4 separate regions of the Mus musculus genome follow, and all the other regions are linked to region 1. The links are chromatin contacts, called in public HiChIP or PLAC-seq and promoter capture Hi-C maps. All regions are on one chromosome and are shown on one strand. Each heading gives the region's core, a stretch centred on a gene start, on an enhancer-like site or on the middle of the called end of the contact. The rest is flanking DNA. Distances are from core to core; before and after follow the strand shown. Region 1 holds the start of Sh3glb2 (SH3-domain GRB2-like endophilin B2). Region 2 overlaps Gm14488 (a long non-coding RNA gene). Region 3 overlaps Sptan1 (spectrin alpha, non-erythrocytic 1). Region 4 has its middle 13 kb from the start of Gm39783.

The links. Promoter capture Hi-C pulls out the DNA fragments that hold promoters and counts their contacts. HiChIP or PLAC-seq counts read pairs in DNA pulled down with a chosen protein or histone mark.
Region 2: an H3K4me3 HiChIP or PLAC-seq map of bone marrow-derived macrophages shows a contact between it and region 1, with 3 times the contacts expected there. The contact joins the enhancer-like site here to the promoter of Sh3glb2 in region 1. A contact is called at or near these places in 1 of 484 Hi-C or Micro-C datasets (muscle stem cells) and 5 of 115 datasets of contacts at active chromatin or transcription factors (bone marrow-derived macrophages, effector CD8 T cells, epiblast stem cells and 2 more).
Region 3: a promoter capture Hi-C map of embryonic stem cells shows a contact between it and region 1, with 3 times the contacts expected there. The contact joins the enhancer-like site here to the promoter of Sh3glb2 in region 1. A contact is called at or near these places in 15 of 39 promoter capture datasets (the 3T3-L1 cell line, the C10 cell line, the HPC-7 cell line and 9 more), 3 of 484 Hi-C or Micro-C datasets (bone marrow-derived macrophages, liver and stem cell-derived neural stem cells), 1 of 115 datasets of contacts at active chromatin or transcription factors (bone marrow-derived macrophages) and 4 of 9 other capture datasets (adipose tissue, embryonic stem cells, liver and 1 more).
Region 4: a contact with region 1 is called in a FOXA1 HiChIP or PLAC-seq map of pancreatic cancer cells. The contact joins the enhancer-like site here to the promoter of Sh3glb2 in region 1. A contact is called at or near these places in 1 of 39 promoter capture datasets (neural stem cells), 3 of 115 datasets of contacts at active chromatin or transcription factors (bone marrow-derived macrophages, large pre-B cells and pancreatic cancer cells) and 1 of 9 other capture datasets (adipose tissue).

What each region holds. Positions count from the first base shown.
Region 1 is chr2:30,356,623-30,361,199 of GRCm38.p6, forward strand. It overlaps Sh3glb2 (SH3-domain GRB2-like endophilin B2), which reads right to left and starts at 2,694. Exons shown (of 12, transcript NM_001289709.1): 1 at 2,521-2,694. The coding sequence starts at 2,583.
Region 2 is chr2:30,714,490-30,718,816 of GRCm38.p6, forward strand. All of the region lies in intron 2 of Gm14488 (a long non-coding RNA gene), which reads right to left. Among named protein-coding and RNA genes, the nearest start is that of Gm14488, 4.5 kb to the right of the region's middle. Within about 2 kb of position 2,977, at least 132 of the 459 cell types and tissues checked have an H3K27ac peak or open chromatin away from gene starts, as enhancers often do. A contact at or near this core is called in bone marrow-derived macrophages, muscle stem cells and pancreatic cancer cells, where this site is marked.
Region 3 is chr2:30,022,534-30,027,197 of GRCm38.p6, forward strand. It overlaps Sptan1 (spectrin alpha, non-erythrocytic 1), which reads left to right. Exons shown (of 57, transcript NM_001177667.1): 45 at 1-5; 46 at 2,369-2,528; 47 at 2,989-3,065; 48 at 3,478-3,687; 49 at 3,988-4,284; 50 at 4,486-4,598. Among named protein-coding and RNA genes, the nearest start is that of Wdr34, 24 kb to the right of the region's middle. Within about 2 kb of position 3,203, at least 4 of the 459 cell types and tissues checked have an H3K27ac peak or open chromatin away from gene starts, as enhancers often do.
Region 4 is chr2:30,756,351-30,761,083 of GRCm38.p6, forward strand. No RefSeq gene overlaps it. Among named protein-coding and RNA genes, the nearest start is that of Gm39783, 13 kb to the right of the region's middle. Within about 2 kb of position 2,136, at least 173 of the 459 cell types and tissues checked have an H3K27ac peak or open chromatin away from gene starts, as enhancers often do. A contact at or near this core is called in adipose tissue, neural stem cells and pancreatic cancer cells, where this site is marked.

The DNA.
Region 1 (4,577 bases), core at 1,444-3,943:
ATCCTAGCAGGTCCCAGCCCTCCCAGAGCACCCAGCCCTCTGAGGCTGTGATGAGTCCCACTTTCCAGCTGAGGAAAAGGACCAGAGAGGCGGCAGCAGCTCCCTGGGCCTCAGTTTCTCCCTGGAAAGCAGCTAAAACCCACCTCACAGAACAGCCAGCCAGCGTAGAGCATGGGTTTAACAGTTTTCGTTTTGGAAATTCTGGGAATGGAACCTGGAGCCTCAAATGTCCTGGAGTAGAAGACTCCTGCTGAGCCACACCCAGCCCAGGGGTAGTGTTAGCCAGTGTCATCACTTATAAAGTCTCCCCGTGGTGTCATGGAGTGGGGGGGGGAGGGGGGGCGGAAGCTGCCAAACATACAGGTTCACATGTTTACTGGGTTTTCCTGAGCCCTGGGCATCCACTTTGACCCACTGCTTCCTGCTCGACTTGGGTGAGGGTGAAGCCCTGGCGATGGTACCTGTCACTGCTAAGCTCCTCAGCAGGGTGGCGCCCATACCCACCCACAAGCATAGCATTCCTACTACTCTGGCGTGCTGTGTGGCCTCCCTGCCCTGATGAGGCCACTCTGCCCCTGGCGCCTGCTTCACAGTCTTTGGCTGTTTCGGACACAACTCTGGGGCCCTCTATGAGGGACGCCACCCTGAAAAAAAATCACTCTTGGAGAAGGGATCTTGTCCTTAGGTTTCAAGTTGGGGAGGCCTTGCTCCCTTTGGGATGCAGGTGAGATGAGTCTCTCAAAATTATCACTGGTCCACACAGGGAATGTGTGCTTGTGTGTCCTGGTGCCTGGCACAGGGACACTGACCCATCGGAGCTGTTACACCTTAGTAATAAAGAACACCTCCATCTTCCTGATGCCTCCCTCCCATGGTAGACGCGTCTCTAGGTCACACTACAGGTGCCTGCCGCCTCTGCTACCTAGTGCCTTGTCTTCAAAGGGGAAGGGGATGGTGCCTGAAACAGTCCAAGGCAGTTACCAGCAAAATGGCATCAGCAGGAGGGTGGGTGTGTGGAGCACAGAAAGTCTCTATTTATAACACTCCCAGCTCCCTCCTCCACCCCAGCCTGGGCCTGGGCCCTGGCTGCAGCTCCAGTGTGACCTGTGTGCCTGCCCCTATCAGGCAGAGTGAGGCCTGGAAGCTGTATGCCACCACTACCTCCGAGTCCTCTCTGTGGGCCTGGCCAGGTCAGATGGCAAGACCCAGCAGTGACAGGAAAGCTGCAGATCAGGTTCTTCCCAGATGTGTGAGATAGTGTGGTTGCCATGCCAACCCTGGGACAGGCTTTCCCCCTCATGCAAGAGACAGAGGAGGCTCAGAGGCCCTCGTATTCTCTCTAGTGCTGGGGTTGCCCACCAAGCTTGGACAGGGAGTGGCAATCCGCACTGGGACACTCAGCCTCAGGGGAGACCTGTGCTTTCTAGTAAACACGACCACATGGGCCTCTGAGGGGGAGAGGAGGAGGCTGCGCCTAGCAGGTCAACAAGGGCAGCATACAGAACTTATTCCTGGGGTACTGAGATGGGTTAGACCAGGGGTACAGAAACCTCAGGAACCCCACCCCCGGCCTTGGAGCAGACAGGGCCTCCCAGCTGAGCCTCATACCTGCTTTACAGAAGGCAGAGTGAGGCTCAGATGGCTTGTCCAAGGTCACTGCAGGATGCACAGGTGCACTTAGCCTCAGCAACTGCACTTGCAGCCAACCCAGGAAAGAGGGCCACTCACCCCATTTCTCAGAGCGAGAAACAGAGGCCCTGAAGTAAAGCTCTCCTGTCCCCCAAGGTCATGAGGAGCATTACCATCCATATCCTGACTCCAGCCTTTTGCTGAGACATGAATTCGCCTCAGTTTCTCTTTCTTCTACCAAATGTTTAGGACTTGTTCCAATATCAGCATTACCGGCCTGGACAGAACCCAAAGAGCCTGCCAGATCCTAGCCTTCTGACATCCTTTAGGCCTGGGAAGTAAAAGGAAACAAGCCTCCCGCAGAGCAGAAAGGAAATAACTCCTGGCTTCCGGCCTGACTCCCCAAGCGTGTGAAAGGGACTGGATGCAACCATTAGCACCAACCTGCCCATTGCACGGGTATGGAGACTGAGGCTCGCAAAAGAGATTGGGGTATTTTTGTGTGGCCCTCAACCTGCCAGCCTGGCCTGGGGCGGGGGAGGGGAGGAAGGCAGACTAGTGCAGAGAGGCCTGAACCACCCAGTGGGCATCCACCTCCCGGGCTGTGCAGGCACCAGGGCAGTGGGCAAACTTGTCAGTGTAAACGGGCACTGCCAGGCGCCCAGGCACCGGAGCCCAGGCCCCCATGGGTTCCGGGCCATAGTGGGGTGCAGCTGACCTCGCTGGGAGCTCCCCTGAGCAGCTCGGGGACAAGAGAACAGGGGCCCTAGCTGTACCCAGAGCGCACAGCCGCTGCTGCAGGAAAGGGGCTCCTGCTGCAGAGAGCCTGCCCGCCCGCCCGGGGCGCGCTCCACATCCGGGCCCCATGAGCGGCGTCGTGCCAGGCCTCACCTGCACCGCCCGAGTGAAGAAGATGCCCGCGTCCGACGCCAGCTTCTTCATGTTGAAGTCCATGGCGCGCCCGTACGCAGGGCCGCCACGCCGGCCCCAGAGCAGCCGGCAGCCCCCCGCCCCGCCTCACGCACCCCGCCGCACCCCGCCCACCTGCTGCCTGCGCCCGCCCTCTGCGCGCGCGCGTCCGCGGCCGAGCCGAGCCGAGCGCGGGGCGGGGCCAGGCGCGCGGGGCGGGGCTTTGGGGAGCGCTGCTGCCCCTGCCGGCCGCGGGCCCCACCAGCGGGCTGTTCGCTCTAATCAACGTTTTACTAAACCGGTTTCCGTGCACCCTGGAGGTCTCTGCGGATGCACTGTAACACTATACTATTGATTATTTTGGTAATTCATTATGCAAATTTTAGTTTTTTTTTTTTAAATAGTTGGGAATATATTCGTTTAAAACAGGGTCTCTCCAGGCCCCTCCTGGCCTAGAACGCCAAATGTAGACCAGGCTGGCATCCAATTCACAGAAACTTCTGCTGGGATTAAAAGTGTGCACCACATCTACCCGTTTTTGTTTTTGTTTGCTTTCCTGTTTTCATTTTTTCCCCCTCTGTGTGTGGCTGTATATTTGTGTTTGTGTCTGTGTGTTCGCTTGCGTGTGCATGAGCACAGGGTGTCGCCGTGACCATGACATTGCAGGGATACTCGCATCACACTGGCCATGGGAGCCCGCGGCCCATGCTTCTGGAATTTACATGACTTAATTTATTTAGGTTCTCAAGGCTGTACAGTTAAGTTCTTTAACCATGGAGCTGTCTTCCCAAACCTGTTTTTGCTTTTAAATGTTATTTTATGTTTTATTATGAGTGTGTGTTTGCGTGTGAGAGCACATGCATGTGAGACAGGGGACACAGAAAGCTGTAGCATGGATGTGGAGATCAGAGAACAACTTTCTAGAGTCCCCTCTTCTTCTTGTATATGAGTTCTGTAGTCCTGAAGATCAAACTCGGGGCAAGCTCCATGACTCGCTGAGCCATCTCTCCGGCCTCCTTTTATTTTGTTTGTTAATTTTTAAAATGTGTTTATGTGTAAGGGTGTTTTGCTTGCATGTACTATGGATTCTATGTGTGTAGTGCCCTCAGACACCGGAAGAAGGTGTTGGATCCCCTGGGACTGACATTACAGATGGCTGTGAGCCACCATCTGAGAGCTGGGAACAGAACCCAGGACCTCTGAAAGAGCAGCCAGTGCCCTTGACTGCTAAGCCATCTCTCCAGCCCCTCCCTCCTTTTCAGATTTATTTCTGTTTTTATTTGTGTGTATGTGAACACACACCACATGTTTACAGAGACCAGAGGAGGGGGTCAGATCTGGCAGAGCTGCAATTAAAGGCAGCTTTGAGAAGCCTCACACGGAGGCTGGGAACCAAATTCTGGTCCTGTGAAAGAACAGTGTGTGGGCTTGACCTCCGATGCACTTTTGCCTGCTTTGTTGTTGTTGTTTATTGGTTTGGGTTTTTTTGGTTTTGGGTTTGGTCTTTGCTGCAAGGTCTCTCTCCTGCAGCCCAGGCTGCTCTCAAACTTAATACACAGTTGAAGACGGGCACGGCTTCTCCATCTTCCTGTTGGAATCACAGGTGTCGCTTCCTAGCTGTAAATTATGTATGCAGCAGGCACAGGGCACAGAGTGACAACTGGGTGTGTGCCATTTCAGTGGAATAATGAAGGCAAGCTCATTTATCACGCCTGTCGACTTTTGACCCGTCACGAGAACATTCCCTGTCTACATCCTTAGCCGTTTTAAAACATGGGAAATCTGATTAGTCCTTGTCACCCCACCACTGTGCGATAGTGCTCTAATATCAGTCGTCTTCTCTGCCTGTCCCTTGTCCCCCTGTCCCCTGCCACTGTCTTTCCCTTTCCATCACTTTCCCTTTATTTGAACTTTGTCTCTGGTCCCTCTCTCAATTCCTCTCATCATCCTCTCTGGGACTCTGCTTCTAGACATTTACCTGTTTCTTCTGCCAAGGCCTGGTGATAGATAATGCAGGGCCACTAAACTAAGGACAGGCC
Region 2 (4,327 bases), core at 1,727-4,226, 360 kb after region 1:
CACCCCCCAAGCCCCATTCCTTTGAGTACTAAGGCCTCCCTCTCCTTTGGATCAGCAGGAATCCAGCACTCAGATTCAGAACAGGGCACATCCTTTCACATGTAGAGCTGGGAGACACCAAGACTGTAGAAGAGTGGGAAGGTCCGCATCACCCCTCCCTCGCTTAGACCTGAACCATGCATGGAGGGTCTGCAGCAAGGATCCAGTTACCCTCAGTGTACCCAGAGTCAAGCAGAGACAGGAAACAAGGGAATGAGGGCAGTGTGAGGGAAGGCTGCTGGGATGTGACCCAGGAGCCCCCATGCTCATTAATGACCATGTCTGGGAGCGAGGAATGGTGGGTCCACGAGCAGAGTGTGTGCCCAGCACGTACAAAGTCCTGGGTTCTGTCCACGGCACCACATCACACCAGGCAGGCTGGCCTAGGTCTGCAGTTCCAGCTCTCAGGATATGGAGGCAGAAGGACCAGGAATCCAAGGTCATCCTTGGCTGCATAGCAAGTTTAAAGTTAGCCTGGGCTACATGAGATTCTGACTCAAAAAATGAAAACAAAAGAAAACGAAAGATTTGGGGAGTAAGAATCCCTTGAGCGTGTTAGGTATGGACCTGTGAAAATCTTGAAATTTTCTTTATCAGTTCCATTCCCTGTCTCAGTACGATGTGCATGCGTTTACCTGGGCAGGAAGCAGGGTGTTTCAGAGCAAACGCAAGGGGAGCAGGGGCAGGAGAGATGGCTCAGTGGTTCGCAGTTGCTGCTCTTCCAGAGGACCTGAGTTCAGTTCCCAGCACCAAAATCAGGCAGCTGACAACTGTCCACAACTCTAGCTCCAAGGGACCCTACACCTCTGGCCTCTGCCTGCATGTGCATACCTGTGTGCGCGCACACACACAAATGTGTTTAAAAACCACAGAGAACTTGGCATTTCCCCTCCTTCTTGTGAGCTCAGACAAGTCTCCATGCCCTGCTGAGGACCTGAGTGGTGTCCCAGTGCTGTTGAGAGGACCTTTAGGTGACAAATATAAATCTTATGGCATGGGAAACCAAGAACCCTGCTCCAATTCCTACCCACCTCACCCCAGAATAACTAGCCTCGGCGCCCCCCCAAACCTTTAGCTTTGTATCTCTGAACCTCAGGACCTGATAGCCAAGGCAAGTCCTGGATTTGGTAGGCTAACACCAACACAGGCGGGACCTGTGACAAAGTGAAAGCAGCTCAGGCTAGACCTGTGACAGAGTGATAGCTGCTCAGGCTAGACCTGAGACAGAAAGGCAGGACAGTTTGGTGGTCTGACCAGGTACTCAGGTCCAACTTCTCAGTTGGATTTGGGGAACTCGTCTGAGTGGAGATGACATTCTTCAACCACGTGGTTAACTTGACTGATAAGCTGAGAACACAGGCAGGTGGACCAAAGCCCTTGTGTCCATTCTGACATGACAGCCAAGTGCTGGCGTTGTCCTCACAACCCAGGAAGCACCCAGGGCTCAATGAGTTGTGACAGATGAAGAGCCTGGTGGACAGCGACCCTTTGAAGCCACACTGCTATGCTAAGGAGGTGGCAGGATCTGCACTTGGCCCACCCTGAAGCTGGGTGTTCTAACCACCAGGCTTCCCTGCCTTGTCTCCTTGGCAGTGAAGCAGGGTGCACTTCATAGAGAAGCCTGGGAGAATGATTGGAGGTAGGTGCTAGCTGCAGGTCAGGCCATCAGAGGAACTGTCTGAAGGTCACAAATCACAGCACCCCCAGCCCCATGTTAACTGGGAAGAATCTCAAATGATCACCCACCCTTCTGGCCAGTCCTATACAAAGCAAAGCTTCCACTAGAGAGGTTGAGACATTTGCCCAAAGACCCACAGCAAGATATTGCCCCCTCGGTCTGTAGCTAGAAGGAGGGAGGTGGACCACCTGGGTTCTGATCTGGGTCTGTGACTCGCCTTTTGTGTCAAAGAACCTTTGTGCGTAGTGTCCTTGTCCTGGAGAATGGAAACATGAGGTCCCTTTATAAAGGGGGCTGTGCGGGAGGCAGTGCTGATGAAGACTAGAGAGCCCAGGGGCCTGCTGAGATCCAGAGATCCCCTCCAGCACCCAGTGGTCCTCCATGATGCTGGGCATTCTGCTGAGACCCAGAGGAGCAGCTGCAAGCTTGGCTGCCGGGCAGCTTTCCTGCTGCACACTGGCCACGGGGGGAAGCTAGCTGGCCACCGGATACTCCGCAGATAACCAGCTCCTGCTGTGTGATTTCTGCTGGGCTGGGAGTGGGGGTGGGGATCAGGGACGCCCCACCCCCAGGAGGTGAGGGGCAGAAAACAGGACTCCAAGCCAAGCAAGTGGAGAGTGCAAAGACCCAGCGCAGAAAGGAACAGAATGTGCCCTACCTAATCAGAGCTGGGGCCAATGGCTGGAGCCCAGAGCCACAGGGGGATGAGACAAAAAGGTGGCATCCAGGGGAAGCTGGCCATCAGTGGGGCACGTTGTGGCAGGGAACTCAACATGGAAGCCAGTTCTGTTGCTGAAGGAAGCAGCAGCCTGGTCTGAGTTCCAGGAAGATTTGCATGGCTGGCTTTAGGGAGGGATACCAGGTGGGCAGGGAATGTGGGAGAGGAGCTCTGGGAGGGGGCAGAGAGGGGTAGGTGCGCACAGCACAGGCCGAAGCAGTGGGAACGGGAACTTTGGGAAGAGTCCGCAATGGCTTAGGGGTGGCGATCTAGCTAGAGTGGGTGTGGCCAGAAGCAAAGGGCAGAAGGAAATTCCAAGAGAGCAGCCCCTGGCTCCAGCGAAGACCACCCCAGCTGCACTTGCAGCCCAGGGCGCTTGGCAGGACCTCTCCACTTAAGACTGGTGGTTCAGAGACCAGCGTGGTCGGAGCCCCGGAGCTCGGGTCTCAGAGGCCCCGAGGGTTGTCTAAACTGCCTCGTGGGCACTCTCAGCACTCAGGTGACCAGCAGATGGCTGTCTGTAGGGGCGTGGCCCCAGCTGACTCTCAGCCTGCAGTGCCCACTCGGTCCTGAGTGTGCACAGCCCGCGGAGGACAAGCAGAGGTGGTAGATAGAGCTGAGGATCCTGGGAGGAAGCTAGCCACCGTGTGCTCCCTTCTGGGCACCAGAAAAACCCGGGAGCTAGAAATACAAACCCAGCCTTGGAGGCCTGTATCTTTCCTAAGGAAGGTGGATTTGTCAGGGTGGAGGGAAGGGATTTGATTTAGCTGCTTGCTAGCCTGATTTATAATTTGTAAACACTCAGGCAGGCCTGTGGGTCTCTGCATATTTCCAAAGTCCAGAGAAGCAGCCTTCTGGACCAGTAGCTGACTAACCCTTTGCTATGCTTCAGTCCTTCCCAGTAGTCCTTTCTTTGTGCTTGCCCCAGGGGTCCTCTGCCATTGGGGGTTCAGTCCCAGCTTATATTCCTGGAGACCACAAGGCTCTCCTCTGTCACTGGTCAACTACAGGGGGTTTGCTGGGGTCTGAGCAGCTGGGCACAATTCCACCTCTACTGCGGGAAGCAACACTTCCCTGAAGAGCAGAAGAAGCCTGTAAGAAAGGCAGCCCTGAGATGGCGGGGTAACCTTGAGCCGTTTGCTCTCCCGAAACCCCATCTTCCCAATGGTACCACTTGTGCTCACTCAGGCGCACCGTGGGACGCAGAGCCCACGTGTGCCCCGCATTTGTCAAGCACATGGCAGGGATTAGGAAGGGCGTGAGTTACATCATTCACTTCTTTTTACAGCTGAGAAAAACAAACCGAGGCTCAGCGAGGTGCAGCAGTCTGTCCAAGGTCACACAGCCCAGAACAGGACAGGGATGTCCCAGTTACACAGCACCCATGGGACTATGCGGCCGTAGGACTGCACCTCCTTCACCTATTCCCCGGTCCTCTCAACTCTCAGGCTCTGCAGGCTACGTGGGGGACACAGAGGTGGGTGGTGTGGGCAGAGCGCAGCTTGCTGGGAGGAACGGGTTAATGCGCTCCGCCGCATTGGGCCGGCCTCCAGGAGAGCCAGCCAATGGGCATGCTTGGTGATGAGGTAATGCCAGGACGCGCAGAGTGGGTGGGGCTTGAGTGGACCCCTCTGCTCCTTCTGACTTTCTGCTCTCCTTAGCAACCCCTCACCTTTGACCTTGATATCCCGGCTCTTCTTCCAACCTTGAGGGACTGGGATCATCAGCCCCCTGCAGCACTGAGCCTCACGCACTGCTGCAGATGTTCAGATGCATCCTAGCCTGAATAACACCCCCTGGACCTCAGTTTCCCTAGATGTAATTTCTTAATTGTCAAAGTCCCTCCCAGTGGGGTACCTGCATGGATCCCCAGAGCAGCAGGCAGCCTTGCC
Region 3 (4,664 bases), core at 1,953-4,452, 330 kb before region 1:
AGAAGGTGAGCCACGATCCCAGGAGAGCCTTGTTCTCACCCCAAGATAGCTGCACCCATGTTGTACACCAGGCCGAGACTGTCAGCCGGCCTGTCCTGTGTTTTCTATAGAGTTGCTTTTGAATTGGCTATACTCCTCATTCGGCAAAGTTTTTGTCCTTAAGTGAAGAAGGACATCTTGTTGGTTCTTTTGTGACAATAGGACTTTCCAGATGCTAATCTTCTTGCATGTCTTCACATGTTTTGTTGTTTTATGTGTGTGGTTTTCCCTTCATGGATGTCTGTGCACCACATTCAGTCATTGCCCATAGATGTCAGAAAAGTGTGCTGGATCCCCTGTGACTGGAGCTGTGTGCCACCATGTAGGTGCTGAGGAATTGACCTCTGGAAGAGAAGCCAATGTTCTTTTTTAGTTTTTTGAGACAGGGTTTCCTCTGTGTAGTCCTGGAAATCACTCTGTAGACCAGGCTGGCCTTATACTCAGAAATCTGCCTGCCTCTGCCTCCCGAGTGCTGGGATCAAAGGCGTGCGCCACCATGCCCGGCACCAATGCTCTTAATTACTAAATAATCTCTACCTTTTTTTATATTGTAAGTTTGTGTGTACTACATGTGTGCAGTGCCCACAGAAGCCCATCAGAGACCCCCCCAGAACTGATATTACAAGTAGTTGTGAGCCACCATATGGGCTCTGGGAACCCCCAGTTCCTTTTTCCCTTATTTCTTGGTGATGAAGGTCACTATAGAGATAACAGAAAAACAAAATAATCAAGTAGAAACCACCCATGGTAACATGGTGTTATATTTCTACAGTGAGTTCAAGCCTAACCTGGGCTGTCTAGTAACCTTGTCTCAAAAATAAAGCAAAACAAAAAAAAACACTAGCCGGGCGCACACCTTTAGTCCCAGCACTCAGGAGGCAGAGGCAGGTGGATTTCTGAGTTCGAGGCCAGCCTGGTCTACAGAGTGAGTGCCAGGACAGCCAGGGCTACACAGAGAAACCCTGTCTCGAAAAACAAAAAAAACAAAACAAAACAAAAAACACTAGAAATCACCCAGAAAAGCCTCCACTCAGAATTAGCAATTCTAAATTTTTATTTTGTCTTGAAAAGGGTCTTTTGTAGATCAGGCTGGCCTCCAACTTGTTCTGTAGCCAAGGATGACCCAGAACTCCTGCTACTCTTGCCACCACCCCTTACTCATTCAGATTTTAATGTCTGGCCTTGCAGACTTCTCCTCTGAACTGTGTAGAGTTAAACATTAAATGTCTGCTTAGGAGAATTGCATAGCTCTGTAGGTTATGGCCAATTTAGTTACTGGTGACTCTTTTCCGGGGGGAGGGGGGGAGTAAAAAAAAAAACAACAACAGCAAAGTCTAGGTATTTTCAGAGCAGTGGAGAGTCCAGGCCTCCACAACTTCAGCTCTAGGCCAGGGCTGTGCTGTCAGTCTACAGCCTGCCAGCAGCCACCCCAGGCCCTCAAGCCTTCCCTGTCTGAGACAACACAAGTGTGCGTGCTCCGTGCTCCCTACACAAAGCTTCATCTTAGTAACTAGGAAACTTGAGATTGGGGCTAGGCTGGTGCCCTGATTGGTAGATGCTTTGCCTAGCATCTGTGTAACAAAAATTCTTAGGTGGCCAGGCTTCTCCACAGAGAGCTTTTCTCCTGTCCTTAATCACCGCAGAGAGCATGAAACCGGAGTCCAGCATGGACTCGGGACTTGTGGCCAATGAGAGCGAGAAGCTCCTTCAGACCCGAGGTGACTACGTTGTAATGCTCTCTGCTTTGCCCTGCACAAACTCTCCTTCCTTTACCGTCGGTGGGGTTTCTCTCTGATGTCTTAAATGTATTTCCCAGCTCTTAGGAGGCAGAGGCAGAAGAATCTCTGTGAGTTTTAGGACAGCCAGGGCTAATCCTGTCTTGAAAAAAAAATTAAAAAAGAGGGCTGGGAAGATGGCTCAGTGGTTAAGAGCACTGGCTGTTTTTCCAGAGGTCCTAAGTTCAATTCCCAGCAACCACATGGTGACTCACAACCATCTGTAATGGGATCTTATGCCCTCTTCTGGTGTGTCTGAAGACAGCATCAGTGTAATAAATAAATCTTCAAAATACATAAGTAATAATAGTGACAATAATGAACCACTAGTGCTCACACTGCTCACACTGTGCGCCCTCCTCATGCTTTCTGTGCACTGATTCCTGGAATTGGATTGCTAGTCCCAGGTCGTCACGCTGAGATCTTCCTTCAGTATCATCCTTAGGACGCAGATAGCCCACAGGACAGAGATTGAGCGTTTGTCTGGGAACCTGCTGCAGATAGGTGACTGCAGCTGGAGGCAAAACTAACTTCTGCTTCTTTTCCTGGCCTAGAACAATCACCATGAGGAGAACATCTCTTCAAAGATGAAGGGTCTGAATGGAAAGGTGTCTGATCTGGAGAAAGCAGCAGCTCAGAGGAAAGCAAAGCTGGATGAGAACTCAGCCTTCCTTCAGTTCAACTGGAAGGCTGACGTGGTAGAGTCCTGGATTGGTGAGTGGGTTCAGCAAACCCAAAGCTTTTAACTCTCATAGGCTAAGAAGAGGGGAGAGCACACAGTTGGATTTGTGCAATAGAGAAGAGACTGATAGCACATGGGCTCAGAGAGTGGCAGCAGGACAGGCCTAGCTGCTAAATACTAAAAGACATCCAGAAGTCAGAATTGCCACAGCAGTGCCTACGCCAAATTGGCATAAGGGTTCACCAAACAAGGGCCTGCAAACTTTTGACAGGAGCAAAACAAAGACCGAAGTACTAGTGGGCTCACCAAAGGGTCAGGTCACATGAGAACTGCTTGCCAGCTGTCCTGGCCAGTCAGGGTCCAGCTGCAGCAGGGTGGTGGGTGCAGGAAGTAGGCAGCTGGGTGAGTGCAAGGAAGCTGTCAGTAACTTATTCCATCTGCCATTTTGAGGGCTGTGAGGGGCTGGGACAGTTTAGATGCTTTGTTTTGCAGGTGAAAAGGAGAACAGCTTGAAAACAGATGACTATGGCCGAGATCTGTCTTCTGTCCAAACTCTGCTCACAAAACAGGTCAGTTGGCCTTCCAAATCTGTGGCCATGGTCAGACAATAATAAACACTTGAGTCCTGGGCACATGTGCAGCAGCATGACGAGCTGGCAGGGCTCAGACACAAGTGCCTGCCGTACTTCAGCAGGCAAGAGTAAATTCTGAGTAAATTCTGAGTGCTGGCATGGGAACGACTGGTCTGCTCTGAGCCACACACAGCTTTGCCCACAGCTTGAATGCTGGAAAAGAGTAGTTTATTTAAGGCCAAAGATGTAACCATTGCCACGGTCTGGGGTCTGAGGCAATCAGGATGTGTGACTGAATGCTAGTAGGAGGTGGAGCTCTAAGTCAGCCACCAAGTAGGCCTCTCCTCCTGCCATCTGAGCTCAGGCACACTTTGTAGTCCATGCAATTGGCTTGTGACTGTCATTGCAGGAGACATTTGATGCTGGCCTGCAGGCCTTCCAGCAGGAGGGTATTGCCAATATCACTGCCCTCAAAGACCAGCTGCTAGCTGCCAAGCACATTCAGTCTAAGGCCATCGAGGCCCGACATGCCTCCCTCATGAAGAGGTGGACCCAGCTGTTGGCCAATTCAGCTACCCGGAAGAAGAAGTTGCTGGAGGCCCAGAGTCATTTCCGTAAGGTAAGGGTAGGATTGAGCTGGCTCGGTGGGATGGACGGTAGACCCATGTGCCTCGCTGTGCCGCCATCCTGGGAGGAAGAAGGAACCTCAGTGGAACCTGAGGCATATGGGGCCCTTGAACTTGGGCGAATTTATCCTTTGACCCTCCCAGGACAAGCATAGCTCGTGCTGAGGAACAGCAGGCAGAAGACTAGTCAGGAAGATTTTGAGATGGGCAGAGTGCACCAGACCCCCAGCAGACCCTACTCGTTGATTCCCAAAACTTCCTCACCCACTGGCATTTTGCCCCTCTACTTCTAGGTAGAAGACCTCTTCCTGACCTTTGCCAAAAAGGCATCGGCTTTCAATAGCTGGTTTGAGAATGCAGAGGAAGACCTCACAGACCCAGTGCGCTGCAACTCTCTGGAAGAAATCAAAGCCCTTCGAGAGGCTCACGATGCCTTCCGCTCATCCCTCAGCTCTGCACAGGCTGACTTCAACCAGCTAGCCGAGCTGGACCGCCAGATCAAGAGTTTCCGGGTGGCCTCCAACCCCTATACCTGGTTCACGATGGAGGCCCTGGAAGAGACCTGGAGAAACCTCCAGAAGATCATTAAGGTACGCCTGACTAGCGAGCCATTTAACAACCTGTACTCCCTGCCTCTGGGCTGCTTTGTGTAGGGCCAGCTTCAGTAGGACTTCCTGCCCCCTTCCTTAAGTACCACTAGCCTTTCCCAGGGTAGAACCATGTTATGCTGAGCCCATCTGAGGCTCAAGAAGCAACCGAAGGTAACAGCACCTGCCTCCCTTTTGTCTCAGGAACGAGAACTGGAGCTGCAGAAGGAACAGCGGCGGCAGGAGGAGAATGACAAGCTGCGCCAAGAATTTGCCCAGCATGCCAACGCCTTCCACCAGTGGATCCAGGAAACAAGGTGCTTGCCCTCTAGAGCTAGCCAGGGACTGTGGTGCTCCTGGCAGCTGGATGCCAAGCCTCCAGC
Region 4 (4,733 bases), core at 886-3,385, 400 kb after region 1:
GAAAGGGACAAGCTATGGTCCCCCCCCCCATTTCTGTTATTTAGCACTCTTCCATAGTGCCTGCAGTCCCCATGGTAGCACTGGCCAAATTCTAGGCTATGAGCTACCAAACCAGCCTTCCCTGGCCACTCAGAGTCCCCAGGTGACCGCATTGTTCCTGACAGCTCTTGAATGTGCCAAAAATGTGGCTGACTCAACCACACCCCAGAACTCCAAGCCTGACACAAGACAAACGCAGTAACCTGAGGGAACCCAGGCACATGGGACTCCTGACTCACAGTGTCTGGACTCTGCTGCACAGTTAGGGTGGGATCTGACAAGTATGCACAGTGGGGGTTCTGGGCGCAGTCCTGGCAGAGGGCTTGCCATTGAATTCTCAGATTCTGTCCCCAGCCTTGCACAAAACGGGCATGGTGGCATGCACCTTACGCCCGGCAGCCACAAGCCACAAGGTGCAGGGGACATCTCTTGGTTAGGAACGTGTTTGCCTGGGACACATAAGGACCATGGAAAATCCAGGTGGCACGACATCTGTAATTCCAGGGCTGAGAAGGCAGAGAGAGGAGAAGCCCCCAGAGCTCACTGACTTGCCAGCCTTGCCAACTGGGCTCTAGGTTCAATGAATTCCCCAGTCTCAAAAAATAAGTTGGGGGCTAAGAAGATGGCTTGGAGGGTAAAGTGCTTGGGGACAAGCATAAGTCTCTGAACCTGGGTCTCAGAACCCGTATAAGAACCGGCACAGCCGTACATGCGCCTGGAATCCCAGCACAAGCTTTCTGTTAGCCAACCTTAATCCGTTATGCAGAGGTGATTGACAAGAGAGACCACACCCCAAGCAAGATGGAAGGCGATGAAACCCGAGGTTTCCCTCTGACCTCCACACACCCTGTGGCATGTGAGGGCCTGCACTCATACACACAAACACTATGTTCCCTTCCACTATGTAGCAAGTTTAAAGCAGTCTAGGATCCATGAGTTTCTGTCCCAAAATAACCAACAAACTTGACCGCAAAGCTAATGGTAGGGGAGCCAGCTAGAGGGAGAGACCTTTGGGGAATGTCCTAGAAGGGGCAGCCTTACCTTGGATCCCACAAACCTGATTCTTAGCTTGAAGGCCAAGCCTAGGTGTGTCCCTGCCCCCAGACATTCAGTCTCAAGTTCCCATTGCCTAAGGCAGTGGTCCCCTGCGTTGAGACTTGTATTTGTGAAGCAGATGGAGGTTGAGCAGGCGTAAAGTTCAAGGCTGGTCCTGTCCCAACCCCTACTAGTTCAGAGGGCTCTTGTGAGCTGGGACTTGAACCCAGAGTCTTGGTTTTTTTGTTTTGTAGTTAATATTTATTTGCTTTCTGATCTGTGTATCAGGTCTATGGCTGGTATCTGAGAAGATCAGAAGAGACTGTCAGATGCCCTGGAACTGGAATTGCAGATCCTGTGAGCCACTGTGTGGGTGCTGGGAATTGAATGTGGAATCCATGGTCTTGTGTCCATTAATTATGTCTTTACTTCAGCACTACTACACTGAGTCCCTGCCTCGCTGACCCAGAACACAGCACCGTTAGCCAGCCATTGCCAGGAGACAAGAAGAGTCTGAATCTCCCGTGTTCCCCCTCTCCTTGGACTGCACTTAGTGCATACTGGGTAAGCTTGGTTTCCAGGCCCTGGGGGGTTTGGAGAGAGACTGTACTCCTAGTCCAGCAGGGTTCCCCAAGTATACATGCACACATACATGTTTGCTTGGCCACTTGTCGGGGAAGCACAGGGAAAGGACAGGACAGCACACGCCGAGTACTACCAATGCTAGAGATGGGAAGGGTAGAAGTAGGAGGATCAGAAGTTCAAGGTCACCTTCACAATGATCAAGTTGGAGGCCAGCCTGGGCTACATGAGATGCCATCTCAAAAAGTAAAGCATGGTTTGGGCTGTGCAGGAAAAAAATCAGTCCAACCCACCCCCTTCCTGCAAATTCCTGACCAGGTTTGGCTAGGCAGAGATCAGATCCACAGCAGTAGCAGCAGTTTCAGACTCTGGGGGTCAGGGGAATCCCAGACGGTGTTATCTGCAAAGTGGTGTGTGTCTCCTCCAGAAGCCTAAGCAAGCATTGGCCGTTGTCCGGTAGGGGGTGGGAATTGGACCGGAGCCAGAAGCAGGAACCAGACTTTCCGCTGGGCAGGGCTCCGCAGCTGGGCTGTAACTAGAGTCTCCTGGGTTTCTCAGGGGCAGGACCCCCTCAGGTCTGGAATGCAGCCTGGGCCCAGGGAAGGCTAACAAATGGTGAAGGCTTTGAAATCTCAGCTCCGCCCTCTCTCGGGGTTGAACAAACAGCCCCTCCTCCCACCTCTGTTGGAAGCGCCCAACCCTAGGCTGCCACTCAAGTTTCTCCTCGTCCTCAGGCTGGGGTTACAGCTGCCCCATTCTGCGGGCCTCTGTGGTCCCAGGACTGTGGGGAGAGAGAAGCAGAAAGACTCAGGTCCCCTCTCCCTGCCTTCTCGGGGTTCTGACCCGAGCTAGATTCTAACCCTGGCTCACTAGGAAGGGCCAGATTCAGCAGGGAGAAACGGGAGAAGTGGCAGGAGCTCCCTCACCCCCATAAGGAATGTCCAGCGTAGAATTCTATTCTCAAGCGCCAGGAGCTGGACTGGCCAGAGAACGTTTGTTTGCATTTCAGCAAAAACCTCCTTTGTCTAATGTTGTCTAGCAGTTCCCAGGAGTTGAGGTGGAGGGAGGAAGGTGTGGCCCTGAAACTAAGGTGCCACACCCCACACCCACCACACCGTGTAGAAAGCACTGGGGGCTCAGGCTTCATCAGCTTCTTATACGCAGGGTTCCAGCTGAAGAGCTTTTCCCAGAGACCTTGATTCTGAGAGAGGTGCGCACACAAGGCCTGCCCCAGCTCCAAGGTCAGGGAATTGAACCCTAGAGTGTTCTTTAAAAGTGCCCTGCCCACTTTCCAAGGAAGCCCTTTCTTCATTCCTAAACCCACCTTGGAGTCCCGCTCTCAAAGAGCCCTTGCTTGCCTAGATTCAGTCCATAACTCTGTAGTCTCCTGCCCGTGTGCTCCCAAGACCTCACCTCATTCCAACCCTTTCTCTTCATCTCCACCCCATCCTCAGCGACATGGGTGCCAGGACAAGCCTCCAGCTCTCCCTAGCTCTCTTAGTCCTTCCTGGGCTCCCAGCCCACACTTCATGGCTTGCCTCTTTGGCCCCTTCTGAACAACCATGTTCACAAACATGGTGCAGGAGCAGACTACTGGAGGTTCAGGGAGACCGGTGACACTGGAGACCAACCCTGATGTGGATGGAGGCTGGCTTGCTGCCACCAACCCTAGAGGGACAGAGTGTGCCATGGGCAATGGGCTGAGCGAGTTGGGGTAGGGTCTGCAGGTCTTTGCCACCTCTCCAGGCCAAGTCACCAACTAGTCCCATATACCCTCTGCTGCAGACAGAGCGTTCTGGATGGTCCCTAAATTGTTAAATCCTCCAGCCAGGCCACCAGGCCTCAAGGGCCCTGCCCATTGCTAGACAGAGTGGCATTGTGTGTTTGTGTGTTTGTGTGTTTGTGCACACGCGTGAGGATGAATAACAGCCTCTCCTTCATGTGTAGGGTTCCTCTCTTGCCAGTCCTTCTGCCTTCCCAGGAAGAATTTCCCCCAGCTTTCCACAGGCCATTAACTCAGTGCCCTGACTTGAGGAGTTAATGAGTAATTCGGCTGGACAGGGTCTGACCTCAGACTGACCTTGGGTCCCCTGCATCCCTGCAGCTTGCTTTCCTGGTAGAGTATGTGACAGTTTTGGGGTGAGCCCAATAGTGGGCTCTGAGTTTTGAGCACCCTGCCCCCAGTCACCCTATTCCTGAGCCTCAGTTTCCCAACAGTCTTAGGCAGGTGTCCACTTGTAATCAAGAGACAGTTGAACCCATGAGGACCCTGTAAGTAGCCTCTTTGTCATGTAAAACCGGGCTGGAGCAGTGGCTGTGTCTGGCAGTCCTGGAGGAGGGCGGGTGGCCTGACCCCTGGCTTCCTCTGCTGGGCCTCACCTCCTTGCTGACACTGAAGAAGCAAAAGAATTGAGAAATCTGGGGCAGCTGTGTGAATGCACACTGCTGAGGAGGAGCAGCCCCTGGTAACTTGGCAAGCTGGTAGCTCGCTCGCTCGCTCAGCCGAATGGGCTGAATGAGTGGGCCAGAGCCTGAGCGTGAGCCGGAGCCCAGGGTGCCCATGGGTATCACCCAGCCAGAGGTAAAAGGGCCTGGATGTCTGGGAGGTGGGAGAAAGGTTAGTAGATTCAAGAGGCCAATGCCTCACTTTGGGCCAAAAAGAAATACATGGTGTGGTGGGGTTGCATTTTTTTAATTAATTAAATTATTTATTTAGTGTCTATGTGAGCCAGCCTGTTGTGTGAGTGTGTGTACGCATTCACGTGGATACTCATGCAAGTCCGTGCCCACTTGTTATAGAGGTCAGAGGTCAAGGTCAGATGTCTTCATCAATCACTCGTCATGAGGAACTCCTTAACCAAACCTCAGCCAGCTAGCTAGACAACAACTCACAGGAGTCGGTCCTTTCCTTCACCGTGTGAATTGTGAGGATAAACCCAGGTTACCAGACTTGGCAGCACACATATTTACCAACTGAGTCACCTTGTGGGCTTGATGCAGTTGTTTTTTAAAGACCAAAATAAGAACCATTAGAGAGGGTTGGAACACAGTGCTCACTGGAGCTTGTGAATAGCACC